Regions from separate parts of the Mus musculus genome. Here region 2 is linked to region 1. A link is a contact called in public promoter capture Hi-C data. All regions are on one chromosome and are shown on one strand. Each heading gives the region's core, a stretch centred on a gene start, on an enhancer-like site or on the middle of the called end of the contact. The rest is flanking DNA. Distances are from core to core; before and after follow the strand shown. Region 1 holds the start of Tmem232 (transmembrane protein 232). Region 2 holds the start of Ddx11 (DEAD/H box helicase 11).

What was found. Capture Hi-C pulls out chosen DNA fragments and counts their contacts.
Region 2: a contact with region 1 is called in a promoter capture Hi-C map of liver. The contact joins the promoter of Ddx11 here to the promoter of Tmem232 in region 1. A contact is called at or near these places in 1 of 115 datasets of contacts at active chromatin or transcription factors (bone marrow-derived dendritic cells) and 2 of 9 other capture datasets (liver and pancreatic islet).

Annotation. Positions count from the first base shown.
Region 1 is chr17:65,539,094-65,542,640 of GRCm38.p6, reverse strand. It overlaps Tmem232 (transmembrane protein 232), which reads left to right and starts at 1,859. Exons shown (of 15, transcript NM_001008973.2): 1 at 1,859-1,931.
Region 2 is chr17:66,121,638-66,125,184 of GRCm38.p6, reverse strand. It overlaps Ddx11 (DEAD/H box helicase 11), which reads right to left and starts at 1,665. Exons shown (of 27, transcript NM_001348292.1): 1 at 1,493-1,665.

The sequences.
Region 1 (3,547 bases), core at 610-3,109:
GAAGATCCTTAACCAAGAAGTTATCTACAATTGATGCCTCATGTCCAGGAGAAAGCATTTCTCTCCAGCGGAGCCTGTCTGGGTGTATTAACTCCACTTCAAGGCAGACATGAGCCGGCACAAGCTCAGCAGGGTTTTGGTAGCCCTCTGATCTCATCTTGCTTTGGTTGGGCATTTTGTGTTTAGTGTTTTTTTTTTTTTTTTCTTGTTTATTTTGGTTTCTTTCTTTCCATCTTTCTTTCTTTCTCTCTCTCTCTCTCTCTCTCTCTCTCTCTCTCTCTCTCTCTCTCTCTCCCTTCCTTCCTTCCTTCCTTCCTTCCTTCCTTTCTTTCTTTTTTTTTTCAAGACAGGGTTTCTCTGTGTAGCTCTGGCTGTCCTGGAACTAACTCTGTAGACCAGGCTGGCCTCGAACTCAGAAATTCACCTGCCTCTGCCTCCCAAGTGCTGTTTTGCTTGTGTGCTTTCTTTTCTCTTTTCTTCTTCTTCTTCTTCTTCTTCTTCTTCTTCTTCTTCTTCTTCTTCTTCTTCTTCTTCTTCTTCCTCCTCCTCCTCCTCCTCCTCCTCCTCCCCCTCTTCCGTTCTTCTAGTTTTTTTTAACTTTAAATTTTTTTTTTTTTTATATTTTACCATTCTATTGATCTACCTGTCTGTCGCTGTACCAGTACCATGCAGTTTTTATCACGATTGCTCTGTAGTATAGCTTGAGGTCAGGCATGGTGATTCCACCAGAGGTTCTTTTATCCTTGAGAAGAGTTTTTGCTATCCTAGGTTTTTTGTTATTCCAGATGAATTTGCAGATGAATTTCCAGATGAATTTCTAATTCGTTGAAGAATTGAGTTGGAATTTTGATGGGGATTGCATTGAATCTGTAGATTGCTTTTGGCAAGATAGCCATTTTTACAATGTTGATCCTGCCAATCCATGAGCACGGGAGATCTTTCCATCTTCTGAGATCTTTAATTTCTTTCTTCAGAGACTTGAAGTTCTTATTTAAAGAGAGAGAAAGGAACATACAGTTGGGTGGGTAGGTACGGAGATGGGGGGATCTGGGAGGAATTTGGGGATGGAAATACATGAATCAGAATATATTGTATGAAATAATGTTTTTTAGTTAAAAAAAACTATGCTTCACCCTCTCCAAAAGGAGGGGGGGGGAGAGAGAGAGAGAGAATACAAAAGACCTATTTGATAACCTTAGTTCATGCTAACGTTATAGTTTCCACTATGAGTCTCTTTTTTGAAGCACCCAATTATTTTTAGGAAATTTATGTCATAGGAAGATGTACGTACACTGGTTTCCCCATGTAACTAAAAATGTTTTCCGTCAGTACTTCCAGGTGTGAACATTTGTAAAAACCCAATCTTTCCTTTGTTAGTCGGCACAGGTAATCTTACAGGATGTTTTTAAGGCATTGAATTTAAACTCGCCCCCTTGTGGTTAGTATGTGTCAAAACACCCTGGGTATTTGGTGACTCGTATTTGGTTGCTGTGACAGTCTCCAGATTTTCTACAGAAAGAAATTTGCCAATAGCAACTTCTTCCAAAGATATACGGTCTAACAGGGCGTTAGGCATGGAGGACGTGCTGACTGCTGCCAAGGCGTTTTTGCGGCTGCTGGCAGCTACACACAGTACACAAGGAAGTCACGCGGAGTCACAGCTGTGAGCTTTTCGGTCGTCTTAAGCCAACGAAGGTTTTTTGTTTTTTGTTTTTGTTTTTGTTTTTTGTTTGTTTATTCGTTTGCTTGCTTGTTTGGATTTATTGCTTATAATCTGAGTACACGCGAGGTGCGGGTGGGGTAGGGCTGGTGGAATGACAGCTTGTGATTGGCTAAACCCTTGAGACAGTTAAAGGTCAGCCAGCGGGCTCCAAGAGCGACTTACACAGCATCCTTAGCAACCAGCTGGAGAGCCTGGCGGGAGCGCTGGGGTGAGTAATTGTAGCCCCTATTGTCGGTGACTTGGGGAACTAGGATTACGGTCCTATCCTTTAGTAACCCAGACCACAAAAGACCCAAATGTAGGTTGAACTTCACCCCCTCAGAGTCCCAAAAGCCCCGTCTCGAAGTTGAAGAGACTTCTAGTCATTGGGAAACTCCAGACCTATTTACCAGTTTTACAGTATCAGGCTCCAAATTAGAGTCTGTGCCCTGCAACTTCCGCTAGCTCCTTTGATAGAGGCAGTGTTTTGGGGAGAGTATAGAAGGTGGGGGAGCTCTGATAACTGTTCTAGGGCTTTGCTGATCAGTGTTCATGGTCCCCAGCAACTCAGTTCTTCCCCCACCCCGTCTTCCGTCTTCTTACCATCTCCCCATTCTCCTCGTACACGTACACTTTTGGATTTTCAAAGAGAAAATTCCAACATAAAGATTAGTACACGGAAAGGGCAAAGAATAGATGAAAACAAAACAAAAACTCACAAATAACCTAGAAAATAATGGCAAAGTTATCACTCAGGAAGCATTCCTGGAGGTAGGGAAGAGTTGGGTAGAAGTCTATAATTAAAGTTCATCTGATCGATGCCGTCTTCTCTGTTGTCTCTGGTCAGATTCTTTAGAGTTGTAGTTTAAACCTGGTGTTCCCTGATGCAAGCTACATGTCCAAAGGCTTGGTTTAATTTTTATATGACCTAGTTCTCAGAAGTCGCCTTTGAAGTCACATATTCTGAAGCTTGTTTTAATTGAAGCTTTAAAAAGCTGTCCAGAGATTAATAATAACTTTCTAGAAAGAAAAACACACAAACTGCCAAGCAACCAGGCATTTTGTTGGAGCTATTTCAATACGTGCTATGTCTCAGAAATGTTTTGATTTCTCATGTAAGGCTTCAAGGTAAGTGCTAGATTTCCATTTTGCTGATAACTATTGAACATTCCCCAAAATGTATCATTCATATAATTCCAGGAAGTAGTGTTCTAAAAAGTTGCTCTTGTCAATAAATTTGGAGAAAATTACATACATATCACATTATCTGTCATTCAAGATTCATTATATATGCACATATACTAATAACCCCCTAAATCTTACAGCATGTCAGTCTACACAAATTTGTTCCACACTGCACTTTTGGGAATTACTGTTTTAAATTAACCACACTGTTGTTTCCTCCTCCTCCTCCTCCTCCTCCTCCTCCTCCTCCTTCTCTTCCTCTTCCTCTTCTTCCTCTGGGTTCATTTCTTCAAATATTTCTGGTTGATTCAGTTTAAGTCCCCACTCCCTCAAATCTTTTCAAAACAACTTCAGCAAGTTAATGAATTATTCTACCCCCACTACTTTGTATTCCATTTCAGCAGTAACATAAACAATTTGCTAACTGTTTAGGACTATTGGTTTCCTGCAGTAACCTAGCAGGTACTTTGTTGAAACTATGATTCTAACATGGTATCTAGCATCTTGCAAAGGCTCTATAATAACTATTTGAATAACTAGAAGTAATCATTAATTTCCCCCTTTATAATGCCTGTCTTGTAGAAGACCAGATGCTTTTAACAGCAGCCCCCTAAATGCAAACCGTGGCCATTTGGTGATGGGAGATGGTTTTTGTGTAGA
Region 2 (3,547 bases), core at 416-2,915, 580 kb before region 1:
GGCAGGCCAAGGGCTCTCAGCTCCATGCGTTTTCATTCCTGTCTCCTCTTCTGAAACGCTTTTTCTCTGCCATCTCTTGGCCATCTGGAGGAAATACTCATCCATGCCTCTTTTCTTGAGATGTAACTGGACAGGCCTATCTGTTCTAAGTCCAAACAGTAAGAACCCTAAGACCCACTTTATTATTAATAAACAGAAACCTTTTTTTTTTAACTACACTGTGCTAAAAGACAGTGATAGTGTCAATCCATTTATGAGAGATGGTAGTTGCCAATGTGTTCCTCCAGGTATTAGGGAAAGAAAAACGACTACCCAGGTGGAGAAAGCACCGAGCAAAACAAAACAACAAAAACTAAAGGCCACACAACAAATTTAAGAAAATGCAGTAATAAAAAGAGCTATGCAACTGGAAAACCACTAAAACACGAAGAGAGGGTAAAGAAATGTAGCCAACAAGAGATGGAGAGATGGCGGAGTAGTTAAGAACACTGGCTGCTCTTCCAGAGGACCCAGGTTCAATTCCTAGCACCCACACAGCAACTCACAATTGTTTCTAACTCCAGTTCTAGAGGATCCAGACATACAAACTATGCATAAAATAGTAAAAGTAAGTTTTTAAAGGTAACCACAGATTCTGAGCATCTAACATGTGTTAAGCACTCTTCAGAGCCCCCACCCCACCCCCTTCTTAATTTCACTTAACCTATCACGGATATCATGACAGAACTGCTGGCTGGAGACACTGCTCACTAGTGGAGCCCTCGCCTAGCAGCTGCCCAGAGCTTAATCTACAACCGAAAGCGGCTGGGTGTTAAGGAGTAAGTAGCATTAAAGAAGAAAAAGTACGCATTTAACCCAGGTGCGAAGCGCTCTGCTATGGTCAAGCTCACCTAAGTACAACAGAGAACTTAGCAAGGCTAAACAGGAGATTTCCTGAAATGATGCACTCGGAGGTGAAGAATGTCGCCGTCTGGGAAAACCAGGAACCCGGGCTGCGGGCAGGCAGGGAAACCCTGTACATGAGAACTGCAAGCTAGCCGGGATTTCAGGACAGGGTCCTGCATGCAGGGACCATGTATTTATTATTTAATCCTACTTTTATGCCACTTCCATCAAAATGTGGTCGACTTCCCGAACTTCCTCAACCTTAAAAAAAAGGGGGGGGGGGCAGTGCAGCCGAGAATGCAACAGTATGGTCCCTGAGGCACACTGCCAAATTGGATCTCAAGTTCATTATCAGTCAACCTGTGTCTTCACCTGACTTCACTATATACAATAACCCCTGAAAATCGTTTAAAACAGACTCTCTACATTTTAGAATCCAACCTGTTACGTACACTCACCGAAGGCGCCACTATACTTGGGCTGCCACTCGCTCCAATCCATCCCACGCCGCCTCCGCCCCCACGTCCGGCCGTAGGGCGCGCTCGGCTAACCCTGCCCCCTGGCAGCCTCCTCGGCTTCCGCCTCCGCTCGAGTGTGCCCTTCTCACCTCTCTGCCTTCGGTCGCAGCGCTTCTCCCACACAGCACCGAACTCGATCGCCACCGCAGGACCGCCTCACTGAGGCCGGCAAGCGAGCCTGGCCGCCGCGGCTGAATTTAAACTGCAGTTTCACTGAAGGAGCATGCGCGCACGCAGAAAACCCTCCACGTGGCCACGCCCCCGAGCCACTGCGCCTGCGCGCTGCCGCTCAACCGCGGGCCTTGTGCTTCAATATTGCCTGGATTAGAACTGTGTTTGAGCTTTGATCTAACCTTCCATATTAGTTTTTTTGTATTACCGGCTATTGGGGGTTGTTGTTGTTGTTTCCCCAGAAATATTGCGCTTTTTAAAAAATTGTATTTATTTAATGTATGAGTGCTCTGCTGCATATACATCCGCAATTGCCCGAAGAGGACATCAGATCTCCCTAAAGATGGCTGTGAGCCAGAATGTGCTTGCTGAGAATTGAACTCAGGACCTCTGGAAGCGCAGCCAGTGTTCTTAACCGATGAGCCATCTCACCAGCCCCCAAGATTCAAATAGATTTCTCAAAGAATGTTAAATGTAGAAAAGAGAAACTATCAAATATCAGATGTATACAAGCCACTAAGTACTAAGAGGGTTTTTGATGAGGTCATTCATCATGCATGTATTTATGTTTCCTCCTTACTATAGATATTGAATCTGTTTCACAATCATGACAAAGGTGTACTACTATGGTGATTGTTTTTAGAAACTGTTCCTGTAGTGTAACGCAGAATTAAAAAAAATTGACAGGCTCTGGGGAACAGTAAGTCCATTGAGATTTGGTTTTCTGTCACTAGTTACAAAAGCACACACAGCACGGGAGGTGTAGCAATTGGTCACTATAAACGTCTCTGTTTATTGCACTAGGGACACTGAACATGATCCATTTTCAGAGGCTGTGGCTAAAAATCCTAACCACACCCTCAAGCTTGGTGCCCTTCTCGCTCTTTTGCAGAGAGATGTAAGAAAGATTAGTTCTTTGCCCTTTAGTGTCCATTTTATAGGGAGCCTGGCAGTTGTGGGATTTAGTCCCCAGTGGGATCTGTGAGCCTTTGATTATTCTGTTGGTTCTGTTGTCATCTATACATATGCTTGAAAGGCTCAAGACAGAGCTTGCAGTAGAAGAGGGAGAAGGGCTATATGTGATTTCGCTTCTAGCTCCTTAACCCCAATTCCGGGCTCTGGGACTGAGTTACTGTTCCCTAAAGTTTGATTGTATCAAGTTTCAGAGTGGAGGGCTATGTCTGATTATCTCAGCGCTCTCTCTCTCTCTCTCTCTCTTCCCAAGACAGGGTTTCTCTGTGTAGCCCTGGCTGTCCTGGAACTCCCTCAGTAGACCAGGCTGGCCCCAAATGCAAAGATCCACCTGCCTCTGCCTCCTGAGTGCTGGGATTAAAGGCCTGCACTGTCTGGTGAAAACCCAGGATCTTAAGCAGTCCTAAGACTCAATGTTCTTAGGGCCTCTGTTTGGAAAGCATCGTCTTGTCCCTGTAGATATTCTAAAAACCAAAAACAGGACTGGAGAGACGGCTCAGCAGTTAAGAGCACTGACTGTTCTTCCAGAGGTCCTGAGTTCAATTCCCAGCAACCACATGGTGGCTCACAACCATCTGTAATGGGATCTGATGCCCTCTTCTGATGTGTCTGAAGACAGCGACCTTGTGCTCACATAAATAATTCTTTAAAAAAAAAAAAACTGAAAAAAGAAAAAACAAAAAAAACCCACCCCCTCCCTGGTGGTCTAATGAGTAGGTTAGGTGCTTTCATGATGCAGCCATGTTTTTAGTCCACTCAGGAAGCCTTCTCTTCCTTCCTCTTTGTTTTCTTCCCCATTTCTCAATCTTGCCATCTCTCTGGACTTTAGTAGTATCAGAAAACAAACCAGGTGGGTCAGGTGCTGATGACCCGCGTAGGCCTGGCTTGCCCAGTTTGGATTAACAGTTCCCCTCCAGTGCTGCAGCATGGCTGGAAGCCATCTGAAGGGGCCCTGCTCTTCTCTGTGGTCTGCGGAAGGATAACCAGAGGGAAGGATAACT